2 separate regions of the Mus musculus genome follow, and region 2 is linked to region 1. Evidence: chromatin contacts called from public Hi-C data. All regions are on one chromosome and are shown on one strand. The core of a region is the stretch at or near the end of the contact, and the rest is flanking DNA. Distances in the headings are between cores, read along the strand shown.

The links. A called contact is a pair of places that touch in the nucleus more often than the background predicts.
Region 2: a Hi-C map of bone marrow-derived macrophages shows a contact between it and region 1, with 24 read pairs. The contact joins two enhancer-like sites. A contact is called at or near these places in 6 of 39 promoter capture datasets (the 3T3-L1 cell line, the C10 cell line, the HPC-7 cell line and 3 more), 1 of 15 datasets of contacts at CTCF or cohesin (pro-B cells), 6 of 484 Hi-C or Micro-C datasets (the G1E-ER4 cell line, bone marrow-derived macrophages, embryonic fibroblasts and 3 more), 9 of 115 datasets of contacts at active chromatin or transcription factors (the 230-238 cell line, the HPC-7 cell line, bone marrow-derived macrophages and 4 more) and 3 of 9 other capture datasets (adipose tissue, embryonic stem cells and liver).

The regions. Positions count from the first base shown.
Region 1 is chr4:59,416,845-59,420,770 of GRCm38.p6, forward strand. All of the region lies in intron 3 of Susd1 (sushi domain containing 1), which reads right to left. Among named protein-coding and RNA genes, the nearest start is that of Susd1, 20 kb to the right of the region's middle. Within about 2 kb of position 2,552, at least 40 of the 459 cell types and tissues checked have an H3K27ac peak or open chromatin away from gene starts, as enhancers often do. A contact at or near this core is called in the G1E-ER4 cell line and bone marrow-derived macrophages, where this site is marked.
Region 2 is chr4:59,567,817-59,572,072 of GRCm38.p6, forward strand. No RefSeq gene overlaps it. Among named protein-coding and RNA genes, the nearest start is that of Hsdl2, 12 kb to the right of the region's middle. Within about 2 kb of position 2,170, at least 44 of the 459 cell types and tissues checked have an H3K27ac peak or open chromatin away from gene starts, as enhancers often do. A contact at or near this core is called in the G1E-ER4 cell line and bone marrow-derived macrophages, where this site is marked.

The DNA of each region.
Region 1 (3,926 bases), core at 1,302-3,801:
GTCTAGAACCAGTCAGTGACCACAGAACTAGGAGCGCTTGCTACGAGGAGATTCATAAAATATAAATAATATAAAATAATATAATATAATGTGATCCCAATCTAGATCAATTTATTTCATATTTTTAAAAGTTGTGGGTTTTTTCTTTTCTTTTCTTTTCTTTTCTTTTACATTTTATGTGAGTGTTTGTCTGCATGTGTGTATGTGCACCGTGAGTGTGGCTGGGGTCTGAAGAAGCCAGAGAGGGCACCAGATCCCCTGGGACTAGAGTTACAGAGGGTTCTGAGCCTCTGTGTGGGTGCTGGGAATCGAACTCAGGTCCTCTGCAAGAGCAACCAGCTCTCCTAACCAATGAACCATCTCTCCATTCCTGATGACAAATTTTAAGATGATGTTATCCCTGGAGACATCTGCATTTTGACTCATTCTAGCTTGGCAAGGTTTCTTTGCCAGTTAGGAATCTGCCCTTGGTCTTCTTTTCCTCACTTCTGTCAACTTAATGAGAAAATCTGATCTTTTACCTAAGCATGGACACAGCCATCCCACCTGCTCTGCAGACAGCTTTAAAAAGATCGGGTGAGAAGAAACACAGAGCTTCTCACCGGATTTCCAAACATGGGTAAGTAGCCGGGGTATGGAAAAGACATGGGACTTCTGGATGCTGAGTAACTCTGCAGGAGTTACAGAGCCTTTATTAGCTAGCTTTGTGTACAGTCACTCAATAACCTAATAGCCATAATTGTCATAATTATGCTAATAACAATAATTGCTGTGTGTCATCTTCCACATATCAAGCGCTGTCCTAAACACTTCATTATTTATTAAATACTATACTCATCTTATTTAATTTCTACAATAGCCCATTTTGAGGTAACTAAAGCTGACAAAATGGTTAAGCACTTGGTCCAGACAGCAATAGCAATGCCAGAATTTGAAGCCAAGTACCTGCCTGAAAGTCCATATTCATAACCAGTCAGGACTATCATCTGATTGTGTATCCTGCAGTCAAGAGTCCCCTATCTTAAGAAACTGAAGAGGTAACTAATGGCTTTCATCTTTGATGTCACCTATCACGTACAACTGATATTAATGTGGTATTGACTTCCGTAAGATTTATTTTTATTTATATGTATGTGTGTCTCTGTGTGTGTGCCACATGAATGCAGGTGCCCTTGAAAGCCAGAAGACGATGTTGGATCCCCCGGTGCTAGAGTTACCACAGTTGTGAGCCATCGAATATGGGTATTGGGACCTGAATTCAAGTGCTCTCATCTCCTGAGCCATCTTTCTAGTCCCAAGATTTTGATTTTTAATTACCTGCTGCTTATAATGCTCAGAAACTATTTTATTTCTAGTCTGTACTGGAATCTCGGGTGACTGACCCATACCAAGCTTATTAGAATGCCTTCCTCCCATGGGAAAGATTCTATGTCACCCAAAACTTTGCATTTAATGGTATACTATGTTTTTGTCGATAATTTGTACTGCACTTGAACATTGTAGCTGAACATCAGAGCAAATATATGACATTTTAATGATGATAAAATAATGTAAAATTTACCATTTTAATCATTTTTGAGAGTGCAGTTAGTTAATCCTAGGAATATTCACAGGGTTGTGCCACAGTCCCTGGTAGTCATTTTTAGGGTTCCTTTCATCTTCTAAAGTTCTATGTCCATCAGACTTTTTTTTAAAAAAGATTTATTTATTTATTTATTTATTTTATGCATATGAGTACACTGTAGCTGTACAGATGGTTGTGAGCTTTCATGTGGTTGCTGGGAATTGAATTTAGAACCTCTGCTTGCTCTGGTCGGCCCCACTTGCTCAGTCCCTGCTCACTCCGGCATAAAGATTTATTTATTATTATAAATAAGTACACTGTAGCTGTCTTCAGACACAACAGAGGAGGAGGACGTCAGATCTCATTACAGGTGGTTGTGAGCCACTATGTGGTTGCTGGGACTTGAATTCAGAACCATCGAAGAGCAGTCAGTGCTCTTACCCACTGAGCCATCTCGCTAGCCCTGTCCATGTTCCTCTCGTCTCCCTTGCAAACACCTTTCTATTCCCTGACTCTATAAATCTGACAACTTCATGCCTCAGTGGAATCCACAACAACAGCATCTGGGAGGGAGGAGGGGGCATGGGAGAGGTGAGAAAGCAAGCTAGGCCTGACCCTAGACCATTGCTCATGCTAAGCATGTGCCCTACCATGCCCCCCAATCCGTGTTAAAGCCGAGCAATGCTCTCTGGCATGCACTGTCCTTCTATTTCATCTGTGGACGAACAGATGAATTTCATCAGTGATGCTCTGTGGCTACCATGAGTGATGCTGCTGTGAACAAGCAAATACAAAAGTATCTTTTTAAGATGCCATTTTCAACTGTTTCGGGAGCAAATGTCCAGAAGTTGAACCGCAGAACCATGTAGTCATTTTCTTTTTAATATTTGAGGAACTATCACACTTATTCTTTTCACAGTGAATCTACTCTTTTGCAATCCCATTTGGAAAAGTTCCTGGGGGAAACCCCTCAGGCAGAAGCAAGCCAAGTGGGTGGTTCCCCACAGAGGGCAGGCAGTCTTCCTGAGATTGCACATTTGAGCCGAAGGCCAGGGCAGGCTCAGGCACCAGAGAGCAAGAACAGAGAAGCTTGGGAATAGAGGCTTTCTTCGAAAGAGGCTCCTGCCCTAGGGAGAGGCTAAGAAACCTAACCTGGACTGGGAAGTGGGTAAGAACCAATATCTAGACATGAAGGTGTGAGGCAGACTTGAGGAACACTGGCTTTGGGAGCAGAGCTCCTGAGCGGCAGAGCTCCCTTGTTCTCCTTTCCCAGCCAGGGCCGAGGGGCTTCCATTTCTCCTGAAGCAAAAGCACAATGGTCTATTGATGCAGGAACTTCCTGTGACAAGGTTGCTGTTGCCAGTCAGGATTGTATGCAAGACTTGGAGACTTGAAAAGCACAGGGAAGTCACCCTGAAGTTTTCAACAGACCCCAGGAGACCCATGCTTGCTCAGAAGCCCCTGGGTAGGGAAATGACAGTCCCTGGTCTTACTCCACCTGGGTCTCAGCTCTCTCCACTTACTCTCAGATCACCCTCTCCTTGCTATTGCTGAAAATCTTGCCTCGTGCCAGTTCCCGTTGCTAGGTTTCAAACCCCAGGCCAAATGGCTGAGGTGCCTATACCACACAGCAAAGCAAACCTGGCCTCCAGGTTCTCATCTCATCCTTTAGTCCCTACCTGTTACAGGGACCTCCTGGTGGCATACCCTGCCCTCTACCCTGAACTCTCCAGCCCAGGAGACTGGGTGCTCTTCCCTACATAATCCAACCCGTTTGACTGCCATTATAACTTTGGGTCACATGGTTGCTGTACCTGGCTCTGTTGGTCTCTCCTCTTCCTTTCCCTCACCCTCTCCCAACATGGCATAGCTCAGTATGGTCATGGCCACTCAGGACCATCCCTGTCTCTGCCTCTGGCTATGTTTTCCCTTTTATCTACAATAAACCTTCTCTTCTCTTCCACCATACCTAAGAGCAGTCATGCCCCTTCCTTCCTTCTCTCTCTCTCTCTCTCTCTCTCTCTCTCTCTCTCTCTTCCTTCCTTTCTTTCTTTTTCATTCATCCATCTGTGGCTTGCAAGAGTCACTGAAGGGACATCTCTGGACATTACACATTTTCTGGTTCTTCAGAATTGACGGGAATCAGCCCGCACTACACTGTAGCTTAGTCCTCCGTCATGGAGGTCTATCTGTTACCAGCTCTTGAGGCTGATTTAAACTTGGCCAATTATAACCGATTCCTCGGAAGAAGATGTCTTAGAGTGCAGAGGTCAGGCTTTGAGGACTGAGGTTCCAAGCAAGCACTGGTGCCCCCAGACTTGAACCACACCCCAACTAGCATGCACTCTTGTCTCTCTGGCAA
Region 2 (4,256 bases), core at 920-3,419, 150 kb after region 1:
GGACAGTTTTTGGCTGTTCAAACTCAGAACTGGCAATGGATGAGGCAAAGTTACACAACAGTGTCATGTATCTAGTGCTGCTCAGCTAGCTCTCCTTGTAAAATAGGTTAGAGTGGTAGACTTTATGTTAGGTGTGTTTTACTATAGTAAGTGGATAAACTGGCAAAGGGTGCTATTGGCATCTATAGATTACAGACCAGGAAGTTATTGAACTTATTATATAACGCCCACAATAGCCTTCTACACAAGAATTATTTAACCACAAAGGCCAACCATTAAGGTTGGGAAATCTTGCTGTCAGTTATTAGCTGTGTCATGAAAAATATACATGTGATTATCCATCGAGCAAACAGTTTTACTTTCAGAAATATATGGTAGAGAAATAGGGGTGCTGAGCAAGAGTACACACATGTCCAAATATTTTTTATGGCAACACTTTATCATAGAGACAAGTCTGAAAATACCTAAATGTCTTAAATTTGTGTTTCACCGCAGATACAAAGGATTACATTAATTTGGAACACACTCAGATGAAGACAGACTATAAACTGCTTTTAAACAGTTAAGGTAGGGAATTGATAAGAAAGTTCAGCAGGCAAAGGTGCTTGTCACAGAGAGGCATGGCTATCTAAGTTTGATCCTTGAAACTCCCTTAAAGGTTGGGTAGAGAACTAAGTCCACAAAGTTGAAGTCATCCTCTGACTTTTACACACTCACCCAGAGCACACACATCCACAGTCAAGTACACATGATGTACACACACACACACACACACACACACACGGTTAAGGTAGGTTTTTTTTGGGTATAAACATGGAAAGAGCTCTGTAATACACTCAGCAAAACAAAACCAGAAGTGGGCTTGCTAGTCCATGCCTGTAGCCCCAGAATTTGGAAGGCTGACATGGAAGAAGTGTGAGTTCCAGGCCAGCCAGGGCTACATAAAAAGACCCTATCTTAAACATTAAAAAAAAAAAAAAAAAAAAAAAAGAACAAAACTATGTTTTGATACAGTGTAGTTGATATAAAGTCTTCCCTCTGCTTTAAAGAGATGAAAAACGTAATGATAATATAAAGGCCAGTATTAGAAGAGGGTGCTCTCTCCCTTGCCTTTGGGATTACACATCATCACCAGGGAAATACAAATGACAGTACAGGGATGAGGATATCCTACAACATCGCATAACCCCTGACAGTAATGAAGCAAACAAGAGGAGACACAGGAATCCTATATGGAAGGTTGGTACCATAACAGAAGCAATTGCTACACTCGGAAAACTCCAGGGATTTCTCAGAAGGCGACTCTGGGGCAAAGCGACCTATCTTGTGTGAGAAGAAAACGAACATTTTCAAGAGACCCTTGACTCTCCTAAAGTCACTGAAAATATCTGCCCTTGGTCATAACATACAGTTAATTTTTTTTCTTTTTAAAAGATTTATTTTTTAATTAAAATTTTAAAAAATTCAAAACAATTTTAGTGTGTGTGTGTTTAAGCATATGAAGGTACCCATGGAGTCCAGAAGAGGAGGGCTTTAGATCGCATGAGTCTGGAATTACAGGTGGTTGTTAGCCACCAGATGGGGGAGCGTTTAAATACAAAGTATTATTATCTAGGTGCAGTATCTGTAATCTTAGCTCTTGAGAGGGAGAAGCAGGAACATTGAGCGCTCCAGGCCAATACATTTCTTTTAGGGATTTAAATGATCATTACATTATACATTCTATATAACATATTTTGTTTTCTCAAAACAGTTTTCTTTAAAGATTTTTTTTATCTATATGTATTCTTCTTGATGGCAGCTCTATAGGGAACCTCGTATTTTTTGCCTTAGCTCAAATTATAGTTGTCTATCGCGATGCTAACATTTTTCTGGTGGGCAAACTTGAATTTTAAAGAAACACCGCCACCTGGTGGTAGTTTGGACTGTTTGCTTTCATTTCTCTTTGGTGTGTGCATGGACGTCCTGGAGCTGGTGAGGCCGTTATTTGAGATTGTGAAACTGCTTCCTAATGCTTCTTGCACAGTTTTACATTCCTTGCTGCAATGTCTGAGGGTTCCAATTTCTCTAACCCCTGAACATTGGTTATTTTCTATCGTTTTGATTTTAGCCATTCTGTGGCTACAAAGTGAGGTAAATTCATGGTATTTGGTTGCATTAATGCTGCTGTGCGTTTCCCTGTCTGCGTGTTGACTGTTTGCTTGTCTTTGGGGAAGAATTTTCTATTCAGATCCTATGGAGGTTTTTTCTTTTGTTTCTGGAGATGGAGTGTCCCTGAGTGGCTTAGTCTGAAATCATAAATCATACTTTTGCACTCAAACGATCCTCTTGCCTCAGCCTCCAAGTGTTTCTAGATTTTTTTTTTTTTTTTTTGGTTTTTGGTTTGTTTGTTTGTTTGTTTGTTTTTTGGTTTTTTGAGACAGGGTTTTCTGTGTAGCCCTGGATGTCCTGGAACTCACTCTGTAGAACCAGGCTGGGTGTTTCTAGATCATTGATATTTTTTTTTTCAACTTAAAAATTTAGCTTTATTTTTATGTGTATGTCTGTGCACAATGCATGCATCGCTGCTCACAGAGCCAGAAGAGGACCTCTGAAACAGGCATTATAGACTGTTGTGAGCTGCCGTATGGGTGCTGGGAACGAATCTGAGGCCTCTGGAAGAGCTGCCAGTGTTCTAACCACTGAGGCATGGCTCCAGCTCTTCTTTGATCACTTTTTTAAAACTACATGCATGCACCTGTGTGCCACAGTGGCTACAACTTGGAGAAGCCCAGTTCTCCCCTTCCACCGAGCGCATTTAAACTCAGCTACTCAGGCTTTGCAAGCGCTTTTACCCACAGAGTCATTTCGGTAGCCCACTTTGTCCATTTAAAACTCTCTGGCCAGTTATCTTTCTTGCTATGTTGTGAGTTTTTCATAAATGCTAGATACGGGCTGGTGAGATGGCTCAGTGGGTAAGAGCACCCGATTGCTCTTCCGAAGGTCCAGAGTTCAAATCCCAGCAACCACATGGTGGCTCACAACCATCTGTAACGAGATCTGATTCCCTCTTCTGGAGTGTCTGAAGACAGCTACAATGTACTTACATATAATAAATAAATAAATCTTTAAAAAAAAAAATAAATGCTAGATACTAGTTCTTTATCATTTAGAAGATGTTAGATCTGGTTGGGTGCTCTATAGATCGCTCTACCACTTTGTTTTTCTTCTTTTCTAGATGGGGTTCTCATGTAACCAGGCTGGTACCAAACTCACTGTGAAGTCAAGAATGGCCCTGAGTTCCTCCTGATCCGCCTACCTCCTCTTCTCTAGTGCTCGGAGTGCAGCCGTGTCCCACCGTGCCCAGTCGTCTTTCCATTTCTTGATAGCATCTTTTGAAGCACAAAATACTTTGAGAGTGGCTGAAAAAAGTTGTTCAAAGACCTCAGGTGTGGTACCTGCTTGTAATTTCAGCCTCCGTTTCCCAGGCAAACTGGCTAGTAAGCCTAAGCCATATCTTTTGGTGAGCTCTGGGTTTGATTGAGAGACTGTCTCAAGGGCAACAACCCCTAGCCCCCCAGATGAATGCAAACACATGTGCACTACATAATTATACCCCCATCCATGTAAGAACATACAACACACACATAAAAACTGGGAAGGAGGGCACTTGGGAGGGAGAAAATAGATTTATGGAGTACCAGGTAAGGGGCAGGGAGCAGGTAGACAGTCCTATAACTAGAGGCCCCTCTGCCTATGAAGTTCTAATCTGCTGGACCCCAATACCTTTTATCTCTCTTGCTTGGGCTTCTGCTGCTGAATCAAAACAGTCATTGCAGAAGGCAAGGCTCTGAATGTTTACCTCTGGGTTTTCTTCTCAGAACTTCATTCTAGTTCTTACATTTAGGGCTTTTTTTTTTTTTTTTTTTTTTTTTTTTTGGTTTTTCAAGACAGGGTTCTGTATAGTCTTGGCTGTCCTGGAACTCACTTTGTAGACCAGGCTGGCCTCGAACTCAGAAATCCGCCTGTCTCTGCCTCCCAAGTGCTGGGATTAAAGGTGTGCACCACCATCGCCCGGCCCACATTTACGGTTTTAATAGATTATACACTATTTTTTTTCCCTATGGAGTGTGAGGGTGGGATCTAGTTTTATACATGCCAATTTCTGGTTATCTTAACATCCTTGTAATACAGTATGTTTTGGCCCGAACCGAATGATGTCTTGATGAAAGCAATTGCCAACACCTGGGTTTATTTCTAGGCTCTCAATTCTAACA